2 separate regions of the Mus musculus genome follow, and region 1 is linked to region 2. The links are chromatin contacts, called in public Hi-C maps. All regions are on one chromosome and are shown on one strand. Each heading gives the region's core, a stretch centred on a gene start, on an enhancer-like site or on the middle of the called end of the contact. The rest is flanking DNA. Distances are from core to core; before and after follow the strand shown. Region 1 holds the start of Scube2 (signal peptide, CUB domain, EGF-like 2). Region 2 overlaps Scube2 (signal peptide, CUB domain, EGF-like 2).

Evidence for each region. A called contact is a pair of places that touch in the nucleus more often than the background predicts.
Region 1: a Hi-C map of uterus shows a contact between it and region 2. The contact joins the promoter of Scube2 here to the enhancer-like site in region 2. A contact is called at or near these places in 2 of 39 promoter capture datasets (embryonic stem cells and hippocampal neurons), 1 of 15 datasets of contacts at CTCF or cohesin (the G1E-ER4 cell line), 4 of 484 Hi-C or Micro-C datasets (nephron progenitors and uterus), 2 of 115 datasets of contacts at active chromatin or transcription factors (both in embryonic stem cells) and 2 of 9 other capture datasets (adipose tissue and pancreatic islet).

What each region holds. Positions count from the first base shown.
Region 1 is chr7:109,864,026-109,870,911 of GRCm38.p6, forward strand. It overlaps Scube2 (signal peptide, CUB domain, EGF-like 2), which reads right to left and starts at 1,654. Exons shown (of 22, transcript NM_020052.2): 1 at 1,435-1,654; 2 at 80-202. The coding sequence starts at 1,561.
Region 2 is chr7:109,823,872-109,831,726 of GRCm38.p6, forward strand. It overlaps Scube2 (signal peptide, CUB domain, EGF-like 2), which reads right to left. Exons shown (of 22, transcript NM_020052.2): 11 at 7,796-7,855; 12 at 7,257-7,373; 13 at 6,926-7,009; 14 at 5,164-5,268; 15 at 1,448-1,603; 16 at 894-1,100. Among named protein-coding and RNA genes, the nearest start is that of Scube2, 38 kb to the right of the region's middle. Within about 2 kb of position 3,305, at least 8 of the 459 cell types and tissues checked have an H3K27ac peak or open chromatin away from gene starts, as enhancers often do. A contact at or near this core is called in uterus, where this site is marked.

The sequences.
Region 1 (6,886 bases), core at 404-2,903, 39 kb after region 2:
TTTAGCCAACGGGAGCTACAAAAGCTAAGGAGGTGGCCGCTTCCCCGCTGCCCACCTACCCACTGCCCAAATCACTTACCCTCACACTGCCTGCCTTCCCCTTGGTAGCCAGGCTTGCAAGAGCACTTGTAGGAAGTGGGTGTGTTCTGACACAGTGCATCAGCATGGCAGTCATCGAGCCCTTGGGCACACTCATCCACATCTGCAAAAGAACACAGCAAGCACCTTTTATGCTATCCACGCTGTGAGTGATCTCTCTCTCTCTCTTTCTCTCTCTCTCTCTCTTTCTCTCTTTCTCTCCACCTCCCCCAAGCCCACCCCTCTCCACTCCTCCAACCACCCCCATACTGCTACGACACCCTGGGATAAAGGATACCATGCCCAGGCCAATTTCCAGATGCACTCTTCCAAGTGGAATCAGCCAAGTAAGGAGGCTGCCCTTACTGGCCTCCAAGACCCAGTTCAGATTGTGGATGCACCTCCTCTTGGAAGTGAGCCACGATCCCCTAATGTCAGGTAGATGTTCCCACCACAGGCTCCCATGTATTTAGCTCATTCAGAGCACAGAGTATGCAGGGTTGTCCCTGTCCACCCTCACCTGTCTCTCCACCGTGACCTGACAACTGAATTAGCTCTTTGATGCCAAGCCAGCACCGTGCCTGGCATATAAGAATATAGTAGACTGCCTGCTAAGGGAGAGGAACAAAGAGCAGAGTTGGCTAGAAAGTTCCAGAAGACCGCCAAGACAGCTGTCTCTCAGCTTTCTGAGTCTGGGATGTGGGGGTGGAAGTTTCCCTGGTCTCAAGCAAACAGCATCCTGAGCCCTCAGACTGTGCAAGGTAGGAATAGTGTCCCAGAGGCCCCAGCCCCAACCCTGCCAGTTCTCTCAACCTGCAAACCCACCATAGCCAAAGCATCTCCAGAGTCGATACCACTCCTGGATATGAAGATAAAAGCGAACGAGTTTTGAAAGAATTTTAAGTTCAGTCAAAGTAGACTGTGCAGAGTTCTATTACATGGCTGCTCCAAATTTGGAGGTTTAGGGCCATTCCAGGTCTTGGCACAGTAACAGTTCCGTGCCCACAGAAGTCTCCGCAGCTCATCCTGGAGCTAGCAGAACTTATCAGCCCCAAAGGAAAAAAGGGGGCCAAATTGCCACGAGCTCAGTTTCCCCATCCACACAAGGGGGGCTGGACCCTGGGCCCCAGTCCCATTCAGCAACAGATACTGGACAACAGGCACTCTCAGAGAACCTTTTCAGAAGAAAAGAAAAAAACAAAAACAAAAAACATAGGTACCAGGGCGGGAAAGGTCAACAGCCCTTCGATGGCAGGGACAGAGGGTGAGGGCTCTCCGGATCGAGAGACTAGGCAAGGGGACTCAGGAGTCCCTGTCCTGCGCCGTGCCAGGTGCGCCCCGCGGCTGCACACTCACCCTCGGACGGCCCGTTGGTGAGACCCCGGTCGGGAGGGACGGCGGCGGCCAGCAGCGGCGGCAGCAGCAGCAGCAGCAGCAACAGCGCCCGGGCTTCCCGAGGCCGACCGCAACCCGCGACCCCCATGGCAGCCGCAGCGCAGAGCCGCGTAGAGCCTGCGGCGGCAGCGGCGCGGGGAGGCGTGTGCGGGCTCCCGGCCTCTGCGCCCGCGACACCCCCGGCCCCGCCCGCCCCGGAGCCCCGGCCTCATTTTCACACGGTCTTCAGTGCCGCCCCGCCCGTCTGGCCCCTCCCCGGCCCGGGGCGGAGGGGGCGCGGCCGCCGTGGCCCGAGCCGCTGTCAGCAGAGCCCTGCGCTCGCTCTCCCGCTCGCTCGCGGAGTCTTGGCTCCCCTGTGCCCAGTGCCCTCCAACTTGACCCGGTCCTTCCAAACTGAAGAAGTCACAGGGCGCCCCGAGAGTGTCTCGGAGAGTACCCATACAATGGGACCCCAGGCCCAGCACCCCTCCAGCAACATTTTCTTGGGGTTCCACATACAAGAGGACTCAGAACAAGGCTATCTGAGTGACCCCAGCTGCTTTGCCCAGGCTATTACACATTTGACTGCCTGAGCCTGGCCCTAGCCAGACCTCGCTGATACCTTAGTTCCAAAGTCACCCTGAAGCTGTGATGTGAGAACGATCTCTCTCTCTCTCTCTCTCTCTCTCTCTCTCTCTCTCTCTCTCTCTCTCTCTCTCTCTCCACTCCCCCCTCTCCTCCCCTCCCCCCCTCACACACACAAACTTTGTCCTGGGGTATCTATGACCCACAGGAACTTATAAATATCAGAAATGGTGAGCTGCAAATAGAGGCCATGGCCAGCACCTATTCCCCACGCCCAGGCCTTCCCATCTTTTCCAGGCTCCGGTGACTGAGGCCATTACAGTCTGCATCATTCTAGGAACAAATGCTTTAGGGACCCCTTGATGGAAGAAACAGAAGGCCATACGCAGAGATATGAATTTGGATTTCTCTGAATGGTTCTTACTCATTTTCTCCTGTGAATATTTACATACATCTTCATTACTACATATACTGCACATATATATGTGTGTGTGTGTGTATTCACACCACTAACTCCTTGATATTATTATTATTAATACCTCACCAAAACCCCCCACCTAGCACATGTACAAGAACACACATCTTCTAGGGGGTCTGGCTACCGCTACAGCTTCCCACCTCAGCTCTCTGAGCAGCTGTCTGCCACCCCAGCCTGTGTCTGCTCAGGGGCCAGGCTGAGCCTGTCTTTTGGGGAATGTTATGTATTCTGCTGTGGATGGAGACTCTGAGAAAAGAACTTTCCTGTGTTTTCCCTTTAACCTTTCCTCTCCAGTAAAGGCAGTCAGGTCCCACCCCTTTCTCTGTCTCTGGCTCCTCCCTCCCACTCCTTTTGTATTTGCTGCTGAGAGAGACACTTGGCTATTTCTAGTTTGAAGGGTGGGTTTTTTTGTTTTGTTTTGTTTTAACACATTTGTAAATCTTCACTTAGTGAAATGTTCCCTCCAGCCTTTGTCGGAGTGTCTTTAATGGTCGCCATAAATTACCGCCTTCTTTTCTCCTGCGTGCATCAGGCTTCATTGCTTTTGAAATGATCAAAGTTATTTCTTCTAAAATCCAACTCAAAACTTCCCATTGTGTGGCACAGCGCACAGCGCTCTTCAGTCAAAGCACATAAATACATAAAGCTGCCCATTAAACCCTAAGTAGCCTCTTCCAGCACCCTCGTGCCTGGTAAAGACAGTTGTCGTTTGTATCCCCTGCTCCGTTACTCCAAGTTTATGTATCACCAGGAATATAAATCCATAATAAGGCCTAGTGCTTTTTGCCTGAAAGGGTCATTTTGTTGTTGCTGCTGTTGTTGCTGTTGTTGTTGTTATGGTACCTGGAGAAAATTCACAACTGGTTCAGATGTCAAAAATTGTTCTGAATCCTGTTTTGTTTGTTCTGGTTTCCACACAAACCTGTTTTGAGTTTGTCGGCTCCCAGACTCCTGGGCAACCTTTCTGACACTTGAAATTAAAGTCAATATGGTTTTTTACTTCAAATTTCCATAGGGGAAAGATGGGGAGGGGGTGTTAAATATCACCACTGTCAGAGCCTGAAGTGGCTGGGGTTAGCTGCTTTCTGCCCTCTGTTGTCTAGCTGAGGTCCCCACAGGAACTGTGTCTGAAATGCGCCTTCTCCCTGTCACCTCCACTCCTGCAGGATGTAGGCCATGACCAGGCCTGAAGAGGCAGGTGGCCCAGGCAATATCTAGGATTCTTGCCGTTCTGGAGAGACAGCATAAGTGTCCCATACCTAGGTTAGACTTGGCATCACTGGGCTTCAGAGTCTGTCTGTCCCTGCTACACAACAGCCTTTGAGGGGATGAGGCCTCCCAGGCTTTCAAAACACCAGACTGCTGGCCTCCCACCCACCTGGCTGAGAAGTCCTCCCCTACTGTCTTCTTGGGATCTTCTTCCTACATCCTGTTTCTGGAACGTTCACTTATTCCCTAATTCTATAACGTTAATCCCCAAGCTGAAGTTAGCTGCAAGCCAACATAGCATCCTGTTGTCTTCCTCAACTGCCTGTAATTCCCTCTGATCCAAAATATTCTAGAGAATTCATTTGCCAAGCTCCAGTGCTTGTTTGGTGAGCCTTGTCTTTCACATCTTTAGGACTGTCCGTCTATTTATTGATGGAGTTATTTGATTTCTTGGTTCACTTTTTTTGCACTCTGATGTACATCGAGCACAGGTTTTCTTCCACTCCACAGGCTGTCTTCACTCCATTCCCTGTTTCCTCTGCTTACTAACCTCAAGAAGTTCTACAAGTTAATTGTTAGTAATGCAACACTCCTTATGTATCCTTGGTTTCTAAGTGTGTTTGTGTTTATTTTACAAGGCTATGGTAGTTGTATACACCACCGATTCTAAACTCGCAGGGAATTCTAATTCCCTGAATTTTGCTCTACCTGAAGGTCCATGAGTTTGCTTTGTTTTGTGATAAGTTATTAGAAACATTCCTTGTTCCTGCCCACGGCTGCTGTCTCCGGTGCACAGACCAGAGTTAATCTTGGTGCAGACAGCCCAGGAAAGGCTCCACACTGCCCCCATTCAGATTCTCTTTCTTCTGTGGCACAGCTGCTATTTCCACAGCCTCCTCAGACAGCATGGGCCCAAGAACCCCACAAGGGGGTGCATTCATCAAGGCATGCGCAAGCACCAGGCAAACATTCTTGAGCCCACAAGTGACAACTCTGTGGTCCAGGTATCTCAAGTGCCTGCTTCATGTCCTATCATTCACCAGACCTCATGTACAAAGCACACATCCAGCCAAATGTCAAGGTACCCACCTGGAATCCCAGTGCTCAGGGAAATGAGGCCAGAGGATTGTGGTTTTGAAACCAGCCTGGGTTACATAATGAAACCCTACTTAAAACAAAACCCTTAGTTGTCGAAAATGAAATTATTAGCAGCTTCAAGATGGTCACAAGGTATAACACCAAATGTGGGACCTTTCTGTCTGACTCCCCAGAAAGCATTCGTAAACCAGTGCATCCTGAGTACAGCACCCAGGAGCTTTTATAACCTGACGTGTGTGTGTGTGTGTGTGTGTGTGTGTGTGTGTGTGTGTGTGTGTGTGTCTTTAGGTAGCCCAGACTGGCCTCAAACTCCTGTGCAGTGGAGAATGAACTTAAATGCCTGGTCCTCTTGCTTCCAATGCCTGAGTGCTGAGCTTTAAAGGGATAAGCTACCACCCCCAACTCTAGAGTCATCCTTAAACCACCTCCCTGGCTAGTTTAGGTACCTCTGCCTCCCACACAGCAGTCAGCACACAGTGCATAAGTGTCAGGGCCTCTGGCTGTCCTCCCAGCTTGGCTTTGAGACCCATAAAGGCTGGTGTTAACTGATTTATTCTGTATTCCTCAAGCACAGCTGGGTCAGGAACATGACAGACATTTAGTAAAGGTTTATTGAAAGAGTAAATACAGTTCCCCTCCCAAAAGTAGTAAGATATAAGCACTTTTATTGACTTCTTATTAAGAAAGTCATAGATACTATACAATACAAATAGGGAGTGAAGAAAACCACAGGTTATCATGAGACAGGAAGAAAAAGCCAAGGTTTCTAAATAGCAAAAGTGGTCTCAAGAGGAGTGATGACAGCCGATCTATACAGAAGAAATAGAGAAGGCTCAGATGGGTCCAGTACCCACTGGGAAGGTAGCCACTGGAGCTGCAGTGGGGAGGCAGCACATCCAAGCTGAGGTGGGGGAGCCTCCAATTTCTTCCTGTGGTATACCAAAATTCAGTGATACTATACACAAAAACACAATCCCATCAATGGCACTGATGGCCACTTGTTAAAAGTCCTTAATAGAAAATCCATAAATAGGGGCTGGAGAGGTGGCTCAGTGGCTAAGAGCACTTCATGTCCTTGCAAAGAACCAAATCCAGTTCCCAGCACCCACAGTCATCTGTCACTCCAGTGCTAGAGGATCTGTCACTTTCTTCTGGCTTCCTCTGTCACCTGCAAGCTTACATATACACACACATAAAATAATAATAATAATAATTCTTTAAAGAAGAAAGGAAGGAAGAAAGGAAGAGAGAAAGAAAGAAAGAGAGAGAGAGAGAGAGGGAGGGAGAGATAGCAAAAGAAAGGAAAGGGGAGAGAGAGAGAGAAAGGAAGGAAGAAAGAAAGAGAAGGCAAGCAAGAATCCTAGCTTGGTGACACTTAACTTTAATCCCAGGTAGACATATCTCTGTGAATTCAAGGCCAGCCTAGTCTACACAGCAAGTTCTAAGATAAACTCTATAAATAAGTAAGATCTTATCAGAAGAGGGGGGAGAGGGAGGGAGGGAGGGAGGGAGGAAGGAAGGAAGGAAGGAAGGAAGGAAGGAAGGAAGGAAGGAAGGAAGGAGAAAAGACAACCAGAATCCAGCATCAACCCAAATGTTATGATACACCTGTAATCACAGTCCTTGGTAGGAAGAGGCAGGAGAATCAGGAATTCAAGGACGCCTCTGATTCTCTGGCTATATAGTGAGTCTGAAGGCTAGGCTACATAAAATCCTGCTTCAAAAACCAAAACAACATTCGGGAGGCAGAAGCAGACTACTGTGAGTTCGAGGCCAGCCTGGTCTACAGAGCGAGTTCCAGGACAGTCAAGGCCACACAGAGAAACCTTGTCTCAGAAACAAAACAAAACAAAACAAAACGGAATTCAGTGTCATACTAAGTGTAGTATATTTCAGAGTGCAAGGATGGTTTGATATTATGAAATGTGCCTAAGTAGTCTTCATGGGAAAACTATAGAATCCTCTCCATAGATTAATAATAATAATAATAGAAAGAAGTAATATTCAATACCTGGAAATAAACCTTGCAGATAATGTTCAAGACCTGTGTGAACCAGATTTCTA
Region 2 (7,855 bases), core at 2,055-4,554:
CAAGCTCCAGTGATCGTCTGTCTCTGCCTCTCCAGTAGTGGGATTCCAAGTGTGTACTACCAAAGGCAGGCTTTTTATGTGAGTGCCAGAGGTCAAATTCAGGTCCTTGTGTTTGCATGGTGTGTGCTTTACCTCCCTGAGGTCTCTCCTACCAGGGAGATTTTAAGCAACTGAATATAGACCTCTGCATGCTTTTGTTGCCTGTAGGAGATGCTGGTCCCTGCCCGGGAAGACTAACACTAGATCTAAGGTTTGCAGGCAATGTCACATTCCTAACAGATAAGAACCAAATCAACCATACTCATCACTCTAAAGGAAGACTCGAACCTCCTCCTGTGAGGCTCTCCAGCCAGTCTCTCTTGTAACTGCACAGAGAAAATGTCATATCCGACCATCCTGGGTCTCTTGTCCTGGAGCCCCTTGATGAATTTAGAAACCATATTTGCTCTAAAACATACACAAAGCAACAGCACACCATGGAATTGACACTGCTTGGAGCCTTGGCCTGGGGCCCAGGTATCTCCAGGGCACCTATGCAGCCTCTAGTTTTGCCTTTGCACAAACCTATGCACAGGAATGAGTAATAAGCCAAAAAATAGTAACGACAGAAACTGTGACCACAGAGTGTAGAAAGGCTCAGTGGTGCCCGCATCCTGTCCTAACCAGGCAGCGCTGCATTTTCCTTTCTGTTGTGCAGTCCTACAAATATTGCCTACCACAGGCCAACAAACCTGCCAGGTATGAGGAAAAGACGGGTAAGTTACACCTCAGCAGTTAGCAAGTGCGAGGTGAGCCCAGAGAAGGAAGGATGGCCCGGGCCTGTCACTGGCTCCCTTGTCCACCTGTCTGGCACTCCAGGCAGGTCTGTCAGTCATCACACCTTGGCTACTCACCACACTGGCTTTCTTCATGACCCTGTCCCACTCCACAGGTCTCTTCATGCTGTCCTGACACTCTGGAGGGCGTTTTAGCCATATCGAGGTCCATGCCTGAGAGCTGCAGATGAAACTGCTCCCTGTGGGCAGCTCTCTTGAGTGTGCGGAGAGCTTTCCGCAGTCTCTTCTCTGTCCGCTTTACCACGCAGCTCAGATTGCAGGAAGCTGCAGAAACGGAAGACAGCAGCATGGTGAGGGGTCCTCAGGCTGCACTGAGGATTTCCAGTGACCCACCAACACCCCAAGTTCTTCAGAACTGGGAACCTGGCAACCTGGGCAGCATTCAATTCAAACACAATTTGTGGGATCCAAATGGTAGCTTTGGGTTTTAAGAAGTTTTATCAGGTTTGAAACCAATTTAGTGTAATTTGTGGGGTGAAAATCAAACAGAGGATACTTGAGTGGTTGCACTAGTTTCTGCCCCCACCCCCAGGAATGATGGGAAGTGAAAGGCAAGGAGAGAAGGGACAAGCTGTGAGAAGCCTGGCATCACAGATGGCTTTCAGACCAACCTGTCACCTCCTTTTCGTAAGTTTCCCGTTCAAACTCAACCGTGATAAACATTTCCTTAGGGGCGTTCAGTCGGCCAAGGGCTCCCGGGACTTGCTTGCCAGGGCTGCATGTAAGGTTTGCGTACTGGAAGCTCTCTTTTACTGAGCTGTGCCTCTCTGTATGGAGAAACAAAATGATCGGAAGCCAAGTCCTGACAGAGCACGGAGCTGAGCATTTGCTAGAGCTCAGTAAACATTTCATTACAATGTCTAGGGAGTGCGTGATTCACTCCACATGCCGAGCGAGCCATTGCCAGTCCCTAGCCTGAAGCCGGGACATTTTCATTCCTATGTAACTTTACAGCTGAGCTCATGAACATTGTTTCACGGGTAAAGGCCGAATGTCTCCCACTGGCCAGCCACAGCGGAGGATGAGAACCAGGGGGGCCGAGCCAGTTCTTGTTTGTTTGTTTGTTTGTTTGTTTGTTTTTGTTTTGTTTTTTGTTTTGTTTTGTTTGACAGTTGGATAAGGTGGGGGCATTCTCATGGTGGTTTTTCTCACAGCTGACTGGGATAGCCAGAGCAGACGCTGAAGCATCAAATGGACGGATGGAAAGCCACTACTGTTTTCATCCAGCTGACCTCGGTGCAACTCCATCCCAAGTGGAGAGAAAGCAGCCATCAACGGTGTGTCTCATGTTACCGCCACAAACAGTAAATGGCACAAAGATTCAACAGAACTGCACAGTCTCTGAAACCATCTAGGGCATCAGTGGAATGCTTGCTCTAAGCCAGCCTTTGCCTGTTCTCAGTCCAGCACTTCTGCTGAATCTTTTGACTCTCAATAGACAAAGCTAAACCGAACCAAACTGCAAAGCAGGACATGTATCCACAAAATCTATTTGCACGTCTTGGGGTGTTTGTTTATTTGGTTGGTTGGTTTTTGTTTTGTTTTGTTTTGTTTTTCCAAGACAGAGTTTCTCTGTGCCTCTCTGGCTGTCCTGGAACTTGCTCTGTACACCAGGCTGGCCTGGAACCCACAGAGATACGCCTGCCTCTGCCTCCTGAGTGCTGGGATTAAGGCATGTACCACCACCACCAAGCTATTTCCATGTCTTTTTAAAACTTACTTTATTGAACGAAAGGTTATCTGTGCCATAGACTTTAATTACAAGACAACAGACTATCAGGACCAGAGGGAGAGACAGATTCATTTTCTACTTATACTTTCCCCCCAAACATATATTTTATAGTTTTAAAACATATTTTTACTTTTTTATATGTGTATATGGAGCATATGTGTATATGCAACATATGTGCAGGTCTTAAGGAGGCCAAAAGAGGCCATGGGATGCCCTGGAGCTGGAGTTACAGGCAGTTGAGAGTTGCCCAGTGTGGATGCTGGGAACTGAAGCTGGGTCCTTTAGAAAAGTGCCCTTCATCTGAGTCATCTTTTCGGTCCTATTTTATAATTTTTAAAGAGCATAACTGGATATTAAAAAAGCGTGAGTGGATGTTAAAGCTTCTCTTGTTTTCCTTTCTTTCTAATACCTACATTAAAACTATTTGCACATGATTTACGTTGTGTGTACGCTTATGTGAGTAGTTGTACACACACCACGGTTCACATGTGTCATGTGAGGAGAGCACATGTGGAAGCCAGAGAACAACTAGCAGGAGTCAGTTTTCTCCTTCTACCACATGTGTGGGTCTTGGGAGATCAACTCAGGCTACCAGGCTTGGCAGCAGCCACCGTGACCAGCTGAGGCATCTCACTGGCCTTAAAACTATTTTTATCTATTTATTTTGTTTTTATACAAAGTTCGCTCCGTGCTCCAGGCCGGCCTGGAATTCACTATGCACTCAGGACTGACCTTGAACTCACACAGTCTCCTGCCTCAGCTCGCAAGTGCTGGAATCACGGGTGTGAGTCACTGTATTTAGCTTAAAACTTTGTGTTTTGAAGTGAGTTGAGATTTACAGAAAAGCACAGACTTCTTGCACACCCCGCACTCAGCCCACCCTGCTGTTAACATCTGATTTCAGCACTTGTCCAATCTATTAAGTACACTCTAGACTAAATCTATTTTTAAGTAATACTTCCCTGGGCTGGAGAGACAGTTTGGTGGTTAAGAGCCCATACCATCCCTGCAGAGGCCCAGAGTTTGATCGTCAGCACCCACACTGGGTGGCTCCCGAGAGAGCTGACACCCATGGGCTCCGCAGGCACCAGACTTCCATGTACATACATATATATACATACCCACAAGTGTCCACAGCATTGAAAATAAAAACAGATCTTTAAAACGAAGTGACACTGGAGAGAGAACTTAGTGCTTAGAGCACTGGCTATTCTCATAGGGGGACCTAGGTTTGATTCCTGATACCTACAGGATGGCTCAGAACTGTTTGTAACTCCAGTTCCAAGACATCAAACACTTTTTCTTCTGTCCTACTTGAGCACCAGATATATATGTTGTACACAGATACACATGAAGTCAAAACACCCATACACATAAAATAAAATTAAAAATACTTTCCTAATTTAAAGGTATAAAAAATTGACTCAGCCCTAAACAGCACACTTCTGTCACTGGTTAAGGCCTGGAGGACATCTTGGAAGAGGGGATATAATGAATCTAAGAGAAGGAAGACAAGGGGAGGGCCTGTGAAACACTGTCTTCCAGCCACGACACAGCCAGTGCAATTTCGATAGTGCAGTAGCTGCAATTACCTGCACTGGGCCTGCCAACTGTCAACCATGGATCAGAGAGGCTCTTGGGGTGCTACCCCTCCCTACTGAACTGTACGCTAAGATCGATGACTCTGAGGAAGGGACAGCCATTCTCTTCAGCTGTGTGCCCACTGATGAACCCAACAGCTTCCAGCTACAAATGGCCCTGGTTAATCTCAGTTGGTCACAAAGCAAAACAAAAAGACATGGATGTGGGAAATCACTTGGAGGAAAGGGGAGAGGGAACAGGGATGGGAGGGAGGTGGAAGAGTGTGTAGGTGTCAGTAATCAGAATGCGCTGTAGACATGTATGAAATTTTAAAAGAACATGTCTAATAGAAGTTACAGAAAAGTATGAAAATGGAAAGAGAATATGAAAAATATAGAATAAAAAAATTGCAGCAAGAACACTGGATGTTCCATCATTGTTCATCAAGGCCCTCATTTCTGAGTCAACCACATTTTTTCCATAGTGTACGCTTCAACTCAACTCTAAGATTAAAAACTTCAACTCAATGCAGTCACAAGCCATCTTAAGCCCCATGGACTCACATGAACTCCAAGGTTTACCCCAAGCTTCAACAATGACCTCACAAAGAACCTCCTGAGGGGGCCTGGTGAGATGGCTCAGTGGGTAAGAGCACCCGACTGCTCTTCCAAAGGTCCGAAGTTCAAATCCCAGCAACCACATGGTGGCTCACAACCACCCGTAATGAGATCTGACGCCCTCTTCTGGTGCGTCTGAAGACAGCTACAGTGTACTTACATATAATAAATAAATAAATAAATAAATCTTTAAAAAAAAAAAAGAATCTCCTGAAGTATAACTCCAGAACTACACAAGGGTTAGGGCAGGCTCTGCTCCCTCCCCTAGAGAAGAAAGTCCCTCCCTGCAGATTCTGAATACCTCAGGGCCATCTAACATGTGCTTGCACTCAGCTAGTCACAGGTCCCTTACCCAATATGCAGGGACACTCCCTGCACCAGCCATTTGATTCCATACCTGGTAGTGCTGGTCGTAGACCCTCGGGAGACAGCTTGGCCTTTTGCAAACTACACTTGCCTTCATTTAGCTTAAAGGTTACACTTGTCCTGACGGTGACGACATCTTCAGAAAGAAATAAGTGAGAGAAATTATCCTCATAGCAAAGGAAGAGAACACCCAGTGGATGACGGTATGCTGCCACTGGCTGGGTCTCTACACGGGCTGTAGATAATGAACCCCTCTAGCCTGTGAAATGATCCGAGAACAGTTTAGATCATGAAGTGCCCATTACCTTGCACAGGTTCACCTAGAGCCTCCCCTATCTCAAGAGAGATGGACCCAGTGTTCAAATATAACAGAGAAAGATTCCAAAACAGTCTACGTAGGCAGAGGAAAGATAAGGTCACTTCTGTCCTTTCTGAGAAGGAAGACAAGAGTGTCCTTCAGACTGTTGAGGGAGGTCTCTTCTATGTGTGGCTTCCCAGAGAGGACAGAGCTGAGGGGGCTGAGGCAGTTCAGATGAGGCTATCACTTCTGGGATCTGGGATGGAGTGAGTGCAGAATTCTAGTCTCCCACCAGATATGCTGGGCTGGAGCCCTTGCCTCTCGTTGAAAGCCCTCCGATTTGTGAAAACATCAGCATGTCCCTTAACCTTCCTCATCTCAGGCTCCTCATCTGTTAAATGCACATAGTTAAGCACCTGTGTTGCCAGGATGTTGTAAGGCTTAACTGAGATAATGGCCCTAACATCCATAAGAAAGGACAGCAAAGGACAGTGCCTAAGACTCTGAACTCAGACTGCTTGAGTTGGAATCCTAGTCCCTCTTATTGCTTATCTGAGTTATTTTGAGTAAGCTCTTTTTTTCCTCTGAGCCTTGGTTTCTTTGGTTAATATAATAATATAATAATAATAATAAATTGATGCAGTCAAATATGGTAAACTCACTCCTATAATCCTAACACTTAGCCAAGGCAGGAAGATTATTATGAATTCAAAGCCATTCTGAACAACATACTACATCCCAGGGGTTACATTACAAAGTAAGGCCTGCCTCCAACTTATAAACATAATTTTTAAAATATATATTTAAAATTAATGCATGGAGTTTCAAGTGTATTAAATAACCTACTCTATGGAATACAGTGTATAGTGGCTTGCGCATTTTAATTTCTAAATTGACATCTTGCTTAGGATTTCAAACTTTGGACATCTTTATAATATAGACATCAAGATATAATGTGATTCTTGATTTGGACAAACTCACGATAAATTGGCAAATGTGTCCTTATCTGGGAAGATGAGGCCTTCAGAAAACACTGGACTTGTATTTAGTCCCTTGACTAAGGACTAGATACAAGAATAGGTTCAGGTCTCTTTCTTGAGATAGAATCCCACTTGCCCTATTCTGTCCATGCCACCTCCCCCAATGTCATGTGTCCCAGGTACAGTCCCTATTGGGCCTTTAAAGTGCTCTAGGATAGAGGGAATTTGGAGATCCATGAAACTGTTCTCTCCAGAGCTTGTGGACCTCTTGTCAATACGGTGACCCACTTAGGCTGAACAGGACTCCCAAGTACACAGGGGACACTCGGTAAGTATGATTTCCACAAGTAAGTTAGGTATCAGATGCCACAGCTGTGGGCAAGAACACCCCACAATAGTCTCACAGCATCCAGATAAAAACAAACAAACAAACAAAACCACCCCCATGAACAGCACCGCATGAAAGAAGCCCACTAAACACAGTGACCCCTGCGAGAATACAGTTTGGTAATTACCCCCAAAGGCAGAGTCATTTGATTTTTGCTGTTTGCTTCTGAGAGAGGAAGAGCCACAGGTGACAGAGTAAGCCTCTTGCAGTCCTGATAGACAGAACGTGGAATTGTCAGGATACATAAGCAAGATAACAGGCTATATCCTGGTAGCCACTAAAGTCACCCCCACCCTACTCCACACAGGCCACTAGAAAAATGCCCAGGACATGGGCTCTCAAAGCACGAGCCTCTGGTTGTCAAGAAGCATCTGGTCCAGAGCCAGAAAGCCCTTTGAGCATGTCCAACATCTACAGGCCCTGCCATGGGAACCTTCCCAGGGATGTGTGCCACTCACCTGACGAGAGGTGAATGCCAGAGCGACATCTGAGGAAGCACCTGTCTCCTCCACCACTTTTACCACAGTGCAGGGACACACGCGGTGTCATGCTAGTGGGCGGGAAGCCCTTCACTTCTAGACAGGACAAAACACAGGCACTTGAGGAAAAAGAAGCATGCACCCAAGTATGATGAGACTGGAGCTCACCAAAAGGCCCCAAGAAAAGAAGCCAGAGCTGAACTCCCTCCCCAGCCTCCTGGCTGACACAAGCCTTGCCTCCTATGAAGGTTAGAGAGGCACAAGTCTGCTGTGTGCTCATGCAGAGAACAACCGTGAGACAGAAGGACACTCCAGTCTACACAGAAGCACAGAGCTAAATGTCAAGGAGCCTGAGAAGTACCTCCTGTTTTTGGACTTGTTAAAGACCAGCTGCTGCTGCTTCAGAGGAAGGTGCACTTTAGGCCCAGTGGAGTATGCAAGCACACAGTCTCAAACCTCCAGATTTGGGGTGACCCTGTGGCCACATGGGACCTATGGGGAAGGATGGAGCCTCTTACCCACACAGTCTTTTTTATTCCAGTGGAGTTTGAACCCTGGGTGACACTGACATTCGTAGC